2 separate regions of the Sus scrofa genome follow, and region 2 is linked to region 1. The links are chromatin contacts, called in public Hi-C maps. All regions are on one chromosome and are shown on one strand. The core of a region is the stretch at or near the end of the contact, and the rest is flanking DNA. Distances in the headings are between cores, read along the strand shown.

Evidence for each region. A called contact is a pair of places that touch in the nucleus more often than the background predicts.
Region 2: a Hi-C map of alveolar macrophages shows a contact between it and region 1, with 1.8 times the contacts expected there. The contact joins the enhancer-like site here to the promoter of CHMP4B in region 1. A contact is called at or near these places in 1 of 5 promoter capture datasets (liver), 9 of 47 Hi-C or Micro-C datasets (alveolar macrophages, blood, embryonic fibroblasts and 4 more) and 1 of 2 datasets of contacts at active chromatin or transcription factors (alveolar macrophages).

The regions. Positions count from the first base shown.
Region 1 is chr17:37,282,301-37,289,319 of Sscrofa11.1, forward strand. It overlaps CHMP4B (charged multivesicular body protein 4b), which reads left to right and starts at 3,122. Exons shown (of 5, transcript XM_003134402.6): 1 at 3,122-3,474. The coding sequence starts at 3,285.
Region 2 is chr17:37,327,710-37,334,728 of Sscrofa11.1, forward strand. CHMP4B (charged multivesicular body protein 4b) reads left to right here. Exons shown (of 5, transcript XM_003134402.6): 3 at 1,985-2,099; 4 at 3,105-3,231; 5 at 5,541-6,394. The coding sequence ends at 5,605. Among named protein-coding and RNA genes, the nearest start is that of CHMP4B, 46 kb to the left of the region's middle. Within about 2 kb of position 3,147, at least 3 of the 83 cell types and tissues checked have an H3K27ac peak or open chromatin away from gene starts, as enhancers often do. A contact at or near this core is called in alveolar macrophages, where this site is marked.

The DNA of each region.
Region 1 (7,019 bases), core at 1,872-4,371:
AATTGGAGTTGTAGCTGCCGGCCTACACGAGAGCCACAGCAGTGCAGGATCCGAGCTGCATCTGCGACCTACACCACAGCTCACGGCAACGCAGGATCCCCATGTTGTGAGTATGAATCTCGGGAGCCCACGGACCAGGTGAGCAAGGCTAGGGATCAAACCCACATCCTCATGGATGCTAGTTGGGTTTGTTAACTGCTGAGCCACGGCGGGAACTCCCCAGGAGATGTTTTTAAATTGCAATATAATGTGTTTAGTTAAGCACATATGTATGTAAAGAGCACTGATCTTAAGTATAAACATATAAATTTGTTTACACCTATGTTAACATCCCTGGATCTTGACATAGAACATGTCAGCACCCTACAATGGTCATTCTGCCTGGTCTGTATTACCCTAGAAGGTAACTTCTATTGTGACTCTTATCACCATAGACTATAAATTAGTTTTGCCTGTTTTTCAACTTTGTATAAATAGAATCGTACAGGTTTTTGTGTCTGATTTCTTTCACTCCATATAACATCTGTGTGTCATCCACCCTGATGCAGGTAATGGTAGCTAGAAGCACTGGTGGTATAGTGGCTAGCATAGCTGCCTTCCAGGTAACGGTAGCTCATTCTTTTCACAGAGCTTTTTTTTGAGGGCCTATGGAAATTCCCAGGCTGAGGTGGGGGTGGGGGTTGAATTGGAGCTGCAGGTGCTGGCCTATACCATAGCTACAGCAAAGTCAGATCTGAACTGTGTCTGGGACTTACACTGCAGCTCACGGCAATGCTGGAGCCTTAACCCAAAAAGCATGGGCCAGGGATTGAACCTGTGTCCTCATGGATACTAGCTGGGTTTGTTACCACTGAGCCACAATGGGAACTCCTCACAGAGCTTTTTAATGAGCTAACACCAGTCTGTGTATTTTCCCAAGAAACCAGAAAAATGAAGGTCAAGGAAGCCTAGGGCTCTCCAGTGTTGAGCCAACACACCCTGTGAATCCCCACCAAAGCAGCCGAATCCTCAGCCAGGATGGCAGCTGCCTTGCCCGTGGGTCACCATCTCCTACCCCTCACGCTAGGCAGACATCATGAATTGATCTCAGCACACTTTTACAAGATGTCCTGGTGAGAACTCAGAATTCTTCTCAACCCAATAATCTAAGTGACCCACACCAACTGATTGGGGTTGATACTCAAGATTAAATCTGAGTGTCTGCTATTATATCCCGAAGATGTTTTTCTGGCCTCCCAGAGTTATGGCATGAGGGGCTCTGCTATCATCCATGGTTTACTCCACATCAATACAAGACTGGTTGTGAGGGAATCTGCCAGTTCGTATATTCTTTGGGGCACGGCCCAAACCCGGCAAGTGTTCCTGGCTGCAGCATGACTTAGGTAAGAGTGGAGGGGCAGATTACTTAGATGTGGAAGAGGTGCTGTATCCATGAGATGATTTGATGGAAGCCTCCTTGGTTTTATTTTTCATTTTGATAAAACATTGCAATGTCTCATTTATAAAACAAACACAAGTGTGACTTATGTGTCATAATTTATGCTGATGTGAATTCTTGACAGTTCTAGCACGTCTCTCACATAATTTCTTCCAACTGGAAAGTTGGGTGAAGTGGATTCTCCCATCCCCTGGGAATGGTTACCTGTCTGTGCAGGCAGGTGTTGTGGCAGATTCCAACAACAATGACAATATCTGAGGCATGTTTTTGTCTTCATGTAGATAATAATCTAGGGAAGAGACAAGACTCGGTTATGTGAAATAACAGAGGAAAAGTTCAGTTAGGCTCATTTATTTGAAACTGTTTCTAAGCAAGAGAGTCCAGGAAGGAATAAAAAAGAAGCCATGATTTTCTTCATTGAAGAGCACTTCACATCGTCACTCAGAACAGGTTTACTTTTTGTTTTCATACAAGACTAACATATGCAAAAGATTGGAAGTGGCAAATTAGATTGGTGGGCTTGGGGGAAGTATTGGCTATTACAGCCTCATTGCTAATGGATGGAGAAGTGATTCTTGACAGCAATAGACAAGGAAAAACAATGTCGTGTAATGCAGCTACATACACATGAAAATCCTAAATACCTCTGCTACTTTTGAAAATTCTGGAGTTCCTGTCGTGACTCAGCAGAAACGAATCTGACTAGTATCCATGAGGACGCGGGTCTGATCCCTGGCCTCACTCAGTGGGTTAAGGATCTAGCGTTGCCTCGAGCTGTGGTGTAGGTCGCAGACATGGCTGGGACCTGGCATTGCTGTGGCTGTGGTTTAGGCTGGCAGCTGCTGCTCCGAATCTACCACTAGCCTAGGAACCTACATGTGCCTCGGGTGAGGCCCTAGAAAGACAAAAAAAGACAAAAAAAAAAAAAAAAAAAAAAAAAAAAAAAAAGAAAAAAAGAAAGTTTTGAGTCTTCTCCTGGTTTAATTGCTGTTGTGCATAATGATGACCCAGGCCTATGCCAAATAAGCACTTGACATTCCTATCTCACACAGGCTTGTAGGTGGTCCTGTTGTTATCTCCAGTTTACAGTTTTGAAAAGGCAAGTACGGAGAATAGGGCAAGTAACGCGCCTAAGTAAGTATTCAAGGTGAGTTTTGAACATTTGCAGTCTAGCTTTGCCTTAAGCCTCTACTAGGTTTCGAAGAACCTGTTAGGTGAATAAAGAGTAGAAAGGCACTGCAGGTAGAGGAACAGCATATGCGAAGATACGTCTAAGTTAAGCTAATCAGTCCCTCAATTTCTGAGTCTTGGTTACTCACCTACAAAATTAACAGTATTATCTCTCATAGGCGTGTGAGAATTTAATGTAATAATGAATGTAAAGCATTTTTCACAATGCCTGGATCACAGAATGTGCATAACGTTAATTACTGTTTTATAAACTACTCATTTCCTGTTCTACCTCTACAGAGCTGGTTCCAAGAAGACTACATTTCCCAGCATGCCATCTCGCCCTTTGACTCTAGCTAGACCAAAAAAATGCGTCGTAGAGCTCCTGAAGCCGGAAGACTACAGTCTCCCAGCATGCAGCGCACCTCCTTCCATTAAATTTGAGGCATGGCCCGCGCGTTGCCCTTCGGGAGTTGTAGTCCACGGCGTGTTTCCCTGACGCCGGCCGGGCCGGGCGTGGGGGCCTGTGGGAGGTGGCTCGGCCGGGCCCAGCTGCGGGGCGGAGGTGGCGAAGAGGCCTGCGGCGGCAGGGAGCAGCAGGGCTGGGAGCAGGCGCCGGAACCGAGCCGAGCCGAGCCGAAGCGGGCGGCGCAGGCCGGCGCGGCGAGCAGCAACCATGTCGGTGTTTGGGAAGCTGTTCGGGGCTGGAGGGGGTAAGGCCGGCAAGGGCGGCCCGACCCCCCAGGAGGCCATCCAGAGACTGCGGGACACAGAGGAGATGCTAAGTAAGAAACAGGAATTCCTGGAGAAGAAGATCGAACAGGAACTGACGGCCGCCAAGAAGCACGGCACTAAAAACAAGCGCGGTGAGTTGGCCCGGCCCCCTCAGACTTCCCTGGCCTGGACTCCACCTTCGCCAGACTCGCGCTAGTGTTTGCTCGGATCCTGGACCTCTTACCCGGTCAGACTCCCTTCAGTGTCGCCCCCTGGACTTCTTCATTAGACTGTCATTCCAGCCCTCTTCTCCCAGGCTCTCCCCACTCTGCCAGGCCCTTTCAGACCCTCGTTTCACAGCACTTCCTTCGTCCTCACTCTGTTCCTTTCTCCTCCACATTTCCCCCTCCCTCTGGTCTGTCCTCACCCAGCTTCCCAGATACTGCCGCCGCCTCCTTCTTGTCTCCTTTCTGCCCTCCATTCTAACACTTGTGTCCTTCCTGTCCCACTCCTACCCTCTGCCAACCCCTCTGGGGAATCCATGAGCTGTCCCTGGCCTCTCTCCCCATCCCCCTGACTCAGAATTCTCCTTTAGAAGCCTCCTGAATGGAGAGAAAAAGGAACTGGGAGGAGAGGAGGTCCCCTGTTCACTTGCTGAATGAACTTGAGCAAGTTACTTTTCCTCTTGAGGTTCATTTCTCCCATCCATCAGCCAGGGTTTGACCTCCATGGGGCCTAAAGTGCCTTCCAGCTCTGTGATTCACCTCTGGTTTCCTCATAACCAGGTTTTATCAGAGTTTCACGTAGCGCAAGCCTTCACGCGGTGACTCACGGCTTCCTGATCCCGGTGTACCAGAAATAAGGATTCCATTCCTCCGTTGGCCCCGACTCCTCCCCCAGTCCCTACTTCTGTGATTGAGGGCGGGGATAAGGAACTCTGAGGCACTTCCTGTTGTATGGCTTTCTGGGCAAGTGCTTTGTATTCTTAGGTGAAAAAGTGTTAATAACGATAAAGCAGTTTAGAAATATTTGATTTTTCTCGTTGTTACGGCAATGTGAGAGTGAACCATAACATGACAACCCTCCCCCTGAGGAGGGGGAAAGTGAGAGGGGTTTAGGAGCTATACAAACAAGTAGGTAACTCAGAAGTCTGCAAGTTACAGGCTGTGTGACCTTGAGGTAGTGAATTTACCCTCGAAAGGAAAATCATGGATTTACAGTGCCCAGCACATAGTAGGAGTTAAATTGATGCTTTCTTCATTCTAACAGAAGAACAAAATAATAATCCATCCTGAGGATGCTCTTTTGTTGATAGTCAGTGGATACTCTGGAAGTTCTTTCGGGGGCTTACTGCATGCACTAAGTGAACAAAACACAGCTTCCACCCTAATGAGGGAGAAGACAGGAAAATGAATGAAAAAAATACTGCCTAGTGGTGAAAAGTGCTCAAAAAAAAAAAAAAAAATCTGATGGCGAGTGATGGGGTGGAAAGGGGTGCCACTTTAAAATAGAGTGGTTAGGGAGTTCTCGTCGTGGCGCAGTGGTTAACGAATCCGACTAGGAACCATGAGGTTTCGGGTTCGGTCCCTGCCCTTGCTCAGTGGGTTAACGATCTGGCGTTGCCATGAGCTGTGGTGTAGGTTGCAGACGCGGCTCGGATCCCTCGTTGCTGTGGCTCTGGCGTAGGCCGGTGGCTACAGCTCCGATTCGACCCATAGCCTGGGAACCTCCATATGCCGCAGAAGCGGCCCAAAGAAATAGCAAAAAGACAAAAAAAAAAAAAATAATAATAATAATAATAATAAAATAAAATAAAAATAGAGTGGTTGGGGAGTTCCCGTTCGTGGCTCAGTGGTTAACGAATCTGACTAGGAACCATGAGGTTGCAGGTTCGATCCCTGGCCTTGCTCAGTGGGTTAAGGATCTGGTGTTGCTGTGAGCTATGGTGTAGGTCACAGACTCGGCTCGGATCTGGCGTTGCTGTGTCTCTGGCTTAGGCCGGTGGCTACAGCTCTGATTAGACCCCTAGCCTAGGAACCTCCGTATGCCACGGGAGCAGCCCTAGAAAAGCCAAAAAAAAAAAAAAAAAAAAAAAAAAAAGAAAAAGACAAAAAAATATATATAAAAATAAAATAGAGTGGGAGTTCCCATCGTGGCTCAGTGGTTAATCTGACTAACATCCAAAAGGATGCAGGTTTGATCAGTGGGTTAAGGATCTGGCGTTGCCTTGAGCTGTGGTGTAGGTCACAGACTCGGCTTGGGTCCTGTGTTCCTGTGGCTGTGGTATAGGCCAGCAGCTGCAGCTCCAATTCAAACGCTAGCCTGGGAACCTCCATATGCCACAGGTGGGGCCCTAGAAACAAAAATAAAATAAAATAGAGTGATTGGGGAAGTCCTCTTTCAAAACATCAAGTTACCAGCTCTGGTAAAATCTAGGGAAGAATTGTTTCAGGCAAGCAGACAGCATGGGAAAAGGCCCAGAAGTTGGCCTGTTTTAAGAAAACAGAAAACCTCTGTTTCTGGGATGTAGTGATTGAAGAGGAGAGTAGTATAAAATAAGTGGGTGTGGAGTGGACCTTGAACTTCCTGGTAAAGAGTTTAGATTTTATTCCAAGTGTGTGGAAAGTCATCTTAATCATTGACATAAAAAACACCACCTGGCCTCTCTTTGGGAAGTAGACCTATGGGATCAGAGTGGGAGCCTGGAGACCAGTCAGGATGGTTGCAGCCACACGTTTGTGGCCTGGACTCCAGTTGGGGCTCTGGAGCTGGAGAGCAGGGTTAGATTTTGCTGTCTCCAGCGTTTTTCTTTGATGACTCTTCCCATTCGGGATCCTCTGTTGTTCACGGTAATTAGAGGCAGTGTTTTGACCAGTCTGCGTTTAGGGAGTGCTTTGCCCATTGCAGGGTGGAGGAGGGCATCCGTTTACATCATCTCCCATCTGAGAGGGCAGGTCTCCCTCTGGAATTTTTGGTCTGGAGCTAATTTTGTTTCTGCAGTTCTAGAGGTGATTGAATTGGCTTTCAAGAGGCTTTTTGAGAGGCTGCCAGCAGACTGTGGAGGACCATTCTCAGTTGTAATAACTTTTTGGAAAGCAGTCTACTTGAGTTTGTCTGAGAAGACAGGAGCTACTGCCCTTCGTTTTAGTGTCCTTTGGGGGAAAGGACTTCCTTCCTTCTAGGGATAGTGTTCTGAGGTGTTAACACCACAACATAGATTCATTTAGTCACTCATGGACTCCATACTGTGCGGGGACTTGGAGGATCAGAGGTGAAAATACACTCTGTCTGCTCTCCAGGGGCTCAGGATTGGAAGTGTGTGTGTGTGTGTGTGTGTGTGTGTGTGTGTGTGAGAGAGAGAGAGAGAGAGAGAGAGAGAGGGAAGGAGGAGGAGGAGAGGGAAGGAGAAGGAATCTACTGAAACTTGAGTATGTACTCAGGCTGCAAAGGAGAAGATTCTTGTCTGGAGGGGAAAGGGCAAAAGCAGGTTGGCAGAGGAGGAAGATGGGAAGTAGGTCAGCCAGGAGTTTAGGGAGCCCCAAGTGAGAGCATCTCCTGGTGGGAGTTTGTGGGGCAGGACAGTAGAAGGATTAACACTGGGGAGGAGCCTGTAGCTTTTAGACCTTGACCTGGAGGTGGTGAGGCGCATTGGCTGCCCTAAAGCAGAAGAGACAGATGAGCTTGGATGTTTGCACTG
Region 2 (7,019 bases), core at 1,897-4,396, 45 kb after region 1:
TGGAACTCCTAAAACGGATTATGTGCCCTGCTCTCCTCAGAAGCAGATCTTGTGGAATGAAACAGTGTTTTCTGAGTAACTCAGTGTTGATGGGATGAGCACAGTTTCAAGCTGGAAAGGTCCTTAGAAGGTTCTCTCACCGAGGCCTCTGATCGTCAAAGTGGGGAGAGACTTGCCCTGGGTTATATGTGATCTTGGTTCGAACTGAGATTAAAATCAATGTCTGTGACTCTCTCCTGATGCTGTCAGGGGCCCTGAAAAGTATGGTATAATCGAGGGCTTTAGCTCTCTCTTTTTAAGTCTGTTTGTTTTTGTTTTTTTTGTCTTTTTGCCATTGTCTTGGGCCACTCCCATGGCATATGGAGGTTCCCAGGCTAGGGGTCTAATCAGAGCTATAGCCGCCGGCCTACACCAGAGTCACAGCAACGCGGGATCCTAGCCACGTCTGCGACCTACACCACAGCTCACGGCAACGCCGGATCGTTAACCCACTGAGCAAGGGCAGGGATTGAACCTGCAACCTCATGGTTCCTGGTCAGATTCTTTAACCACTGAGCCACCACGGGAACTCCTTAAGTCTGTTTTTGATGGAATTTTCTGCCTCCCCGCCTTGCTCTTGGGCTTTGGCTGTCCTATTGACAGTGTTCTTGACCTCAGCATTCCTTCCTTTGTGTGGCCACCTCTCATACAGTGGCCTAAGAAACCAGATAACCAAGCTTGTCACAATTGTAATCAAAGGCCAGGGTGATGCTGGGCTCCAAATGACGGCTTCTGCCAAATAGAACAAAATTCTGTGTTTTAGCGCTCGAGTTTAGCATCATATATTTGGGGTTGCTCAGAGCCATTTTTTGCTTCCTCTTGGGTACTCAGCTGTGTTGTAGAACAGGAGTTGCCAAAATAGAGCATGTGGGTCTGCCACCGATTTTTGTAAATAAAATTTTGTTGACGCACAGTTGTGTCCAATAATACATATTGTCTGTGGCTGCTTTTGTGGCACACAGCAGGGTTAAATTTTTGTGGCAGAGATTGTATGGCCCACAAATTCTAATTTATTACTTTTGGGAGTTCCCTGGTGACCTGGTGGGTTAAGGACCTGGTGTCATCACTGCTTTGTGGTGTGAGCTCAGTCCCTGGCCTGGGAACTTTCACATGCTGTGGGCATGGCCAAAAATAAAATAAAATTTAAAAAATATATATTTGCTATTTGGCCCTTTTATAGAAACAGTTTGCAGATCCCTGTTCTAGAAATGTAGGGTTTCCACATTCAAAAGTAACTTTCAGGATAACTGGAGTATCGGCTAAGGTTCATTGGACTGAGCGTCCTGAGTGAGGCCCACATTTGCTTCATTCCCATGTTCTCTGTGGTGCGTAGCACACAGCACATCTCAGTAAATACTGTGCACACTTTGAAGTATATGTGTATGTATTATATTGATTAATTGATTAATTAATGTTTATGTGATTGACAGTGTGTAGAAAATAATTCTGCATTGCTTCCTTTCCCTTTGGGGCCTGGTAGAGGAGCCATAAGTGGCCTGGTGTAGCTGGGACAGGTCTGTCAGGTCGTGTGGCTCTATCATATGATTTGTGATTGGACCTCCCCCCGTGCAGCATTGCCCTTGAGCTTCAATAAGAGCTATTGGCCCAGGAGCTCGAGTCCCATAGTCTCATCTAACATGTTTACTAGCTCGCCTGAGAGACTGTGACTATGGCACCTAACTTTGCTAATAAATAAGCCTCACTTCCTTAGGCTTATTTATTGGACCAGGTGATGTATAAGGAGGCGCCCATCCTCTTGAATCTATGATTCTCTATTTTAAAGAGCAGGAAGAAGACAGTAAAGATAAAAAGTTATTCCTCAGAGGGAGTAATTTCAGGGGTTGGGGCTGGGAAGCAGATTGCATGGGGCTGGGTTTCTGCTCCTGCCTCACAGACCGCTTTTACACAGGCTGATTGATATGACATTTGTCCATTTCGTTTAAAGGGACATCGATAAAGTTGATGAGTTAATGCAGGACATTGCTGACCAGCAAGAACTTGCAGAAGAGATTTCAACAGCTATTTCAAAACCTGTAGGGTTTGGAGAAGAGTTTGATGAGGTGAGTGGTTTCCTGCAGGTCACACAAGCTTTACAAATGATCGCTGGGCTGCCTTTGCGGTGCTGTTACAGCCGGTCATCCCTCCAGACTTGAACATAGAAAGGACGTGGCATTAACCCTCCCTAATTCTGGACTTTGAGGGCTGTCTCAGTGCTTGGGGGAGTTCGCATGAAGTAAAGGAACCTTTGTTGGAACCCTCAGCAGACTTTGGGTCGGCATTGGTTTCAACAAGTATTTACCTTACCCCTTTCCATGGGGGGCCCTGGGCTCCATGCTGGGGCCGCTGCAGTGAAGGTGCCCTGGAGAAGTTTACAGGATTCGCCCTCAGACCACTCCAATGAGAGACAAAGGTGAGACCAAGGAAGGAATGTTTACGTCTGACGCCTCCAGGTTCTGTCTGGGACTTGGCCACCTGCCGATTTCTGCTGTAGCAGTTGGAACCTGGAGTCTCTTAGGTTTTTAAAATACAGTTACAGGCCCTATTGAAGGTACCTCATTCTGCCTTAGAGTTGAGTCCACTGAAGGCCAGGCCCTCTCCGTCGGACCGGACTCTTGGGGCTCTCTGCTTCCTACGGTATAGCTGAGAAAACAGCCCGTGGCCTTTACCCTTGGCTCTAGCACCAAGGTTTTCATGTTTTCTGACTGGAGTTTGACAGACTAGACAGCATCATTTCAGTTGACCAGACAGTCCTGAACGTTCACTCAGTGCACCAGTTCTGAGATGAAAAAATCAGAGTGAAAAAAATACAATCGCTTTTTTCAAAAAAGGCTCATAGCCAAGTGCAGGACTGCCAATGTAGCCATCAGTAATTGCTCTGTAGTGTGCTGTGTTCACCAGTAGAAGTGTGTTGTTTGAGTCACAGAGTGGGGACCTGGATGGAGTTCATCTCCCCTCTGACCTTCTCAGAAGGGAGGTGTGTCCCTGGAGCCATCAGGTGAGAGGTACCACGGGAGAGGCTGTGACCCCAGGGATGTCTCTCTCACTTCTCTGTTTCCTTTTACCAGGATGAGCTCATGGCAGAATTAGAGGAACTAGAACAGGAGGAACTAGACAAGAATTTGCTGGAAATCAGTGGACCTGAAACAGTCCCTCTACCAAATGTTCCCTCTATAACCCTACCATCAAAACCCAGTGAGTACTTCTCATCAGCTACGATGCCACGTGGGGGGTAATTGTGTGGTTGGTTGGCCTCAGCCTGGGTCCTGAGTTGCCCACAGTTGAGAACCAGCTAGGATCTGTGTGACAGCCCTCAGAACAATGTCCCCTGCTCTTTCCTAGTTTCTTTAGAACAGGGTTTCTTTTTTTTTTTGTCTATTTGCTATTTCTTCGGGCCGCTCCTGCGGCATATGGAGGTTCCCAGGCTAGGGGACGAATCGGAGCTGTAGCCACAGGCCTACGCCAGAGCCACAGCAACGCGGGATCCGAGCCACATCTGCAACCTACACCACAGCTCACGGCAACGCCGGATGGTTAACCCACTGAGCAAGAGCAGGGACCAAACCCGCAACCTGGATCGTTAACCCACTGAGCAAGGGCAGGGACCAAACCCGCAACCTGGATCGTTAACCCACTGAGCAAGGGCAGGGACCGAACCCGCAACCTCATGGTTCCTAGTCGGATTCATTAACCACTGCGCCACGACGGGAACTCCAGAACAGGGTTTCTTAATCTTGGCACTATTGACATAACCAGATCATTCTTTTTTTTTTTTTTTTTTTTTTTTTTAAGGGCCACACCTGAGGCATATGAAGGTTCCCAGGCTAGTCGTCAAATCGGAGCTGCAGCTGCTGCCCTACCCCACAGCCACAGCAACACCAGATCCAAGCTGCTTCTGTGACCCACACCACAACTCTTGGCAACACAGGATTCTTTAACCTGCTGAGTAGGACCAGGGATCAAACCTGCTTTCTCTTGGATATTAGTCAGATTCTTAACCTGCTGAGCCACAATGGGAACTCCCAGACCATTCTTTGGGTGGGGACGGAGAAGGGAGCCTGTCCCCATGCACTGTGAATGTTTAGCAGAACCTAAGGCCTCTACTCACTAGACTCCAGTAGCACCCCTTCTCCAATTTTTCTTTTTGCTTTTTTTTTTAGGGCCGAACCTGAGGCTTATGGAAGTTCCCAGGCTAAGGGTTGAATTAGAGCTATAGCTGTTGGCCTACACTACAGCTATAGCAACGCCACATCTGAGCCACATTTGCAACGTATACCACAGCTCATGGCAAAGCTCATGGCAACACTGGATCCTTAACCCACTGAGTGAAGCCAGGGGTCGAACCTGAGTCTTTGTGGATACTAGTCGCGTTTGTTACTGCTGAGCCAAGACACATTTTCAGCATCAAAATAGAACCCCCAAGCTTTGACATTGAAAATTCCTCCAGATTTTGCCAGATGTCCTTAGAAAGTAATTTTAAGATTACTTTCCTTGTGCCACCAAACAAGAGGAAGTTCCAGGCACTTAGAGAAGGTGTGAGGAAGTGGAGGACAGCTCTTGCTTCCTGTCTGGTATCCTGTGCACACCTGTAAAAGCTGGGGCCTCAGAGGTAGCCACGGTGAAAAGAACATTGCTTTGTCTTTTTTTTTTTGGCCGCCCCGCGGCATGTGGAGTTCCAGGCCAGGGATCAGATCCAAGCTGCACTTGCTACCTAAGTCGAAGCTGCAGCAACATCAGATCCTTAACCCACTGTGCCAGGCGAGAGGTTGATCCTGTGTCCCATTGCTCCCAAGTTGTTGCTGATCCCGTTGGGCCACAGAAGGAACTCCTGCTTTGGCTTTTTTGAGACTTGCTTCTATGAAACCTTCGTTTCCTTTTTCCTGCACCCCTCCTGCCCCTAGTTATTTTACCCTTGAGTAGAAGTTCTCCACACAGAACTTCTTTCTTTAAGTCAAGCAGCTTGGCTTGGCATGGAGACAGAGCCCAGTGGGGCACAGTGTGACCAGGCTGCGTCACCTCAGTCTCCCCCAGATCACGGAGAAGTGGCTCTTCTAGTCGAGTGAGCTGCCCAGAATGGGGTGCAGGCAGAGCAGGTCCAGATGCCCCGCAGTGTATAGAGGAGGTGTAAGCCGGTGGAGGTGGCTGGCTGGCTGGGATGAGATCTCTCTTGGGGTTCTTCCCACTCTCCCCCACCTTGGATGCTCTGGGATTGAGGCCACGCATGGCTCCTGATGGACTCTCTGTAGAATCCTCCCTGCTTTGTTTGGCCTCAGAGTGGGGCGGGGAGGTGCTGTGGAAAGTGTGCCTGGTTATCTGGAGTTTAACGTTGCAGCTTTTAGGCACAGAGAAGCAGTCCGCTGATAGCCTGGCGGTGAGGCTGGCTGCAAGGGCGGGCTGTTTTGTAGACACCGCCGTGTAGCACAGCCCTGGCAGCCAGCCAGAACGTGTTGTGCACACCACAGCCAGCCCTCCTAAACTAAACGGCCTTTCCTCTTGTCACACAGCCAAGAAGAAGGAAGAAGAAGACGACGACATGAAGGAATTGGAGACCTGGGCTGGATCCATTTAACCGGTCCAGTGCGGGCTGGGCCCAGACAGACTCTGGTGGCCTGCGCGGCGGGCAGGCGTATGCGTGTGCGGGGCAGGCAGGACGCGGTGCAGGCAGGGTCCATCGCTCTCGAATCTCCCTCCAAAGCAGTAGGGCCGCATCACTGCTCACTCTGCATAGCATGGTCTGCACCCAGCGGGACGGGCGGGGGTGGGGTGGGGGGCGGGGGTGGGTGCCTGCTGTTTATAATGTTGAATTTCTGTAAAATAAACTGTATTTGCAAATCCAACACTGAGCTTCTGGACTACGCTAACTCCACTGCTGAACCTCAGTGGAAAGGGTCGACCATTTGCAGTTGAAATGATCTGAAAATGTAGCCTCTGTCCTTTTAAGTCAGCTGACTTTGTAAGACTTGTATGGTACTGGCAGAAAGTTGTTTTTTAAAAGCCATAGGCTTTTCCTTGTCCTTAGCTGTAATAATGCATCTGATTTTGGTTTCCTCGAGAGCTGTATTTCTGTCCATCGCCTGTGTACTGGCCCTGTGTTTACCACTCTGGCCCACTCCTCACTCCTACTCCCCTGGTCTTTTTGGAGTTTGTGACACTGGTTTGAAAGGGATGGTGGTCTCTTGAGAGCGTGTGAGATTGTTAGAGTGAAATTCCAGCTATATACGTTTTTCTAACATAGCTCTAAGGTCCTTGTTGCTGTTTGTGATAACTGATAGATAACTCATTGGAAACATGTGCATACATTTATATTCAGATGAAATTATGGTTTGCACTGTCTATTAAATATCTCGATTAATTTTCATACTTTGCCATTGTGTTTAATCGATCTGCTGTTTGCTTCGGGCGTTGACCCTTTCCGGGCCAGCACGGTGTCCAGTGGAGTCGGGGAAACGTGGAAGACTTGAACATGATGTGTATCAACAATTTTTTTTTTTTTTTTGTATTAACAATTTGAACCAAGAGCAGAGTGTGTCTTATTAGAGATGTGTTTTGGTTCCAGAAGCCATGAATCTGTGGCCCTCCCCTTGTTTGGGGACGCTCTGGGCACAGTTCAGGAGTGAGTTGGTTCTTGTATGGCTCCTCTCCATCAGTGTCCATGGGCAGTGCCAGCAGGACAGCAGCCCTCCACGTGTCGGAAACATTGCTGGGCCCTCTGAGTAGGCCCATCTGGTGCGCTGGTGCATTGAAGAAAATAGCCTTTCCCACGGCGAGGAAGTGGACGACAGTGACTGAGAATCTAGGACACGGGCTGCCCTCAGGTCAGCTGTGACTTGCCTGTGACTTTGACCCAGCCTCTTTCACTGTCTCTAGTTTTCTTTTTTCATTTTTATGGCTGCACGTGCAGCATATGGAAGTTCCTGGGCTGGGGCTCAATCAGAGCTGCAGCTCAGTCCTACAACCACAGCAACACTGGATGCTGGCCTACA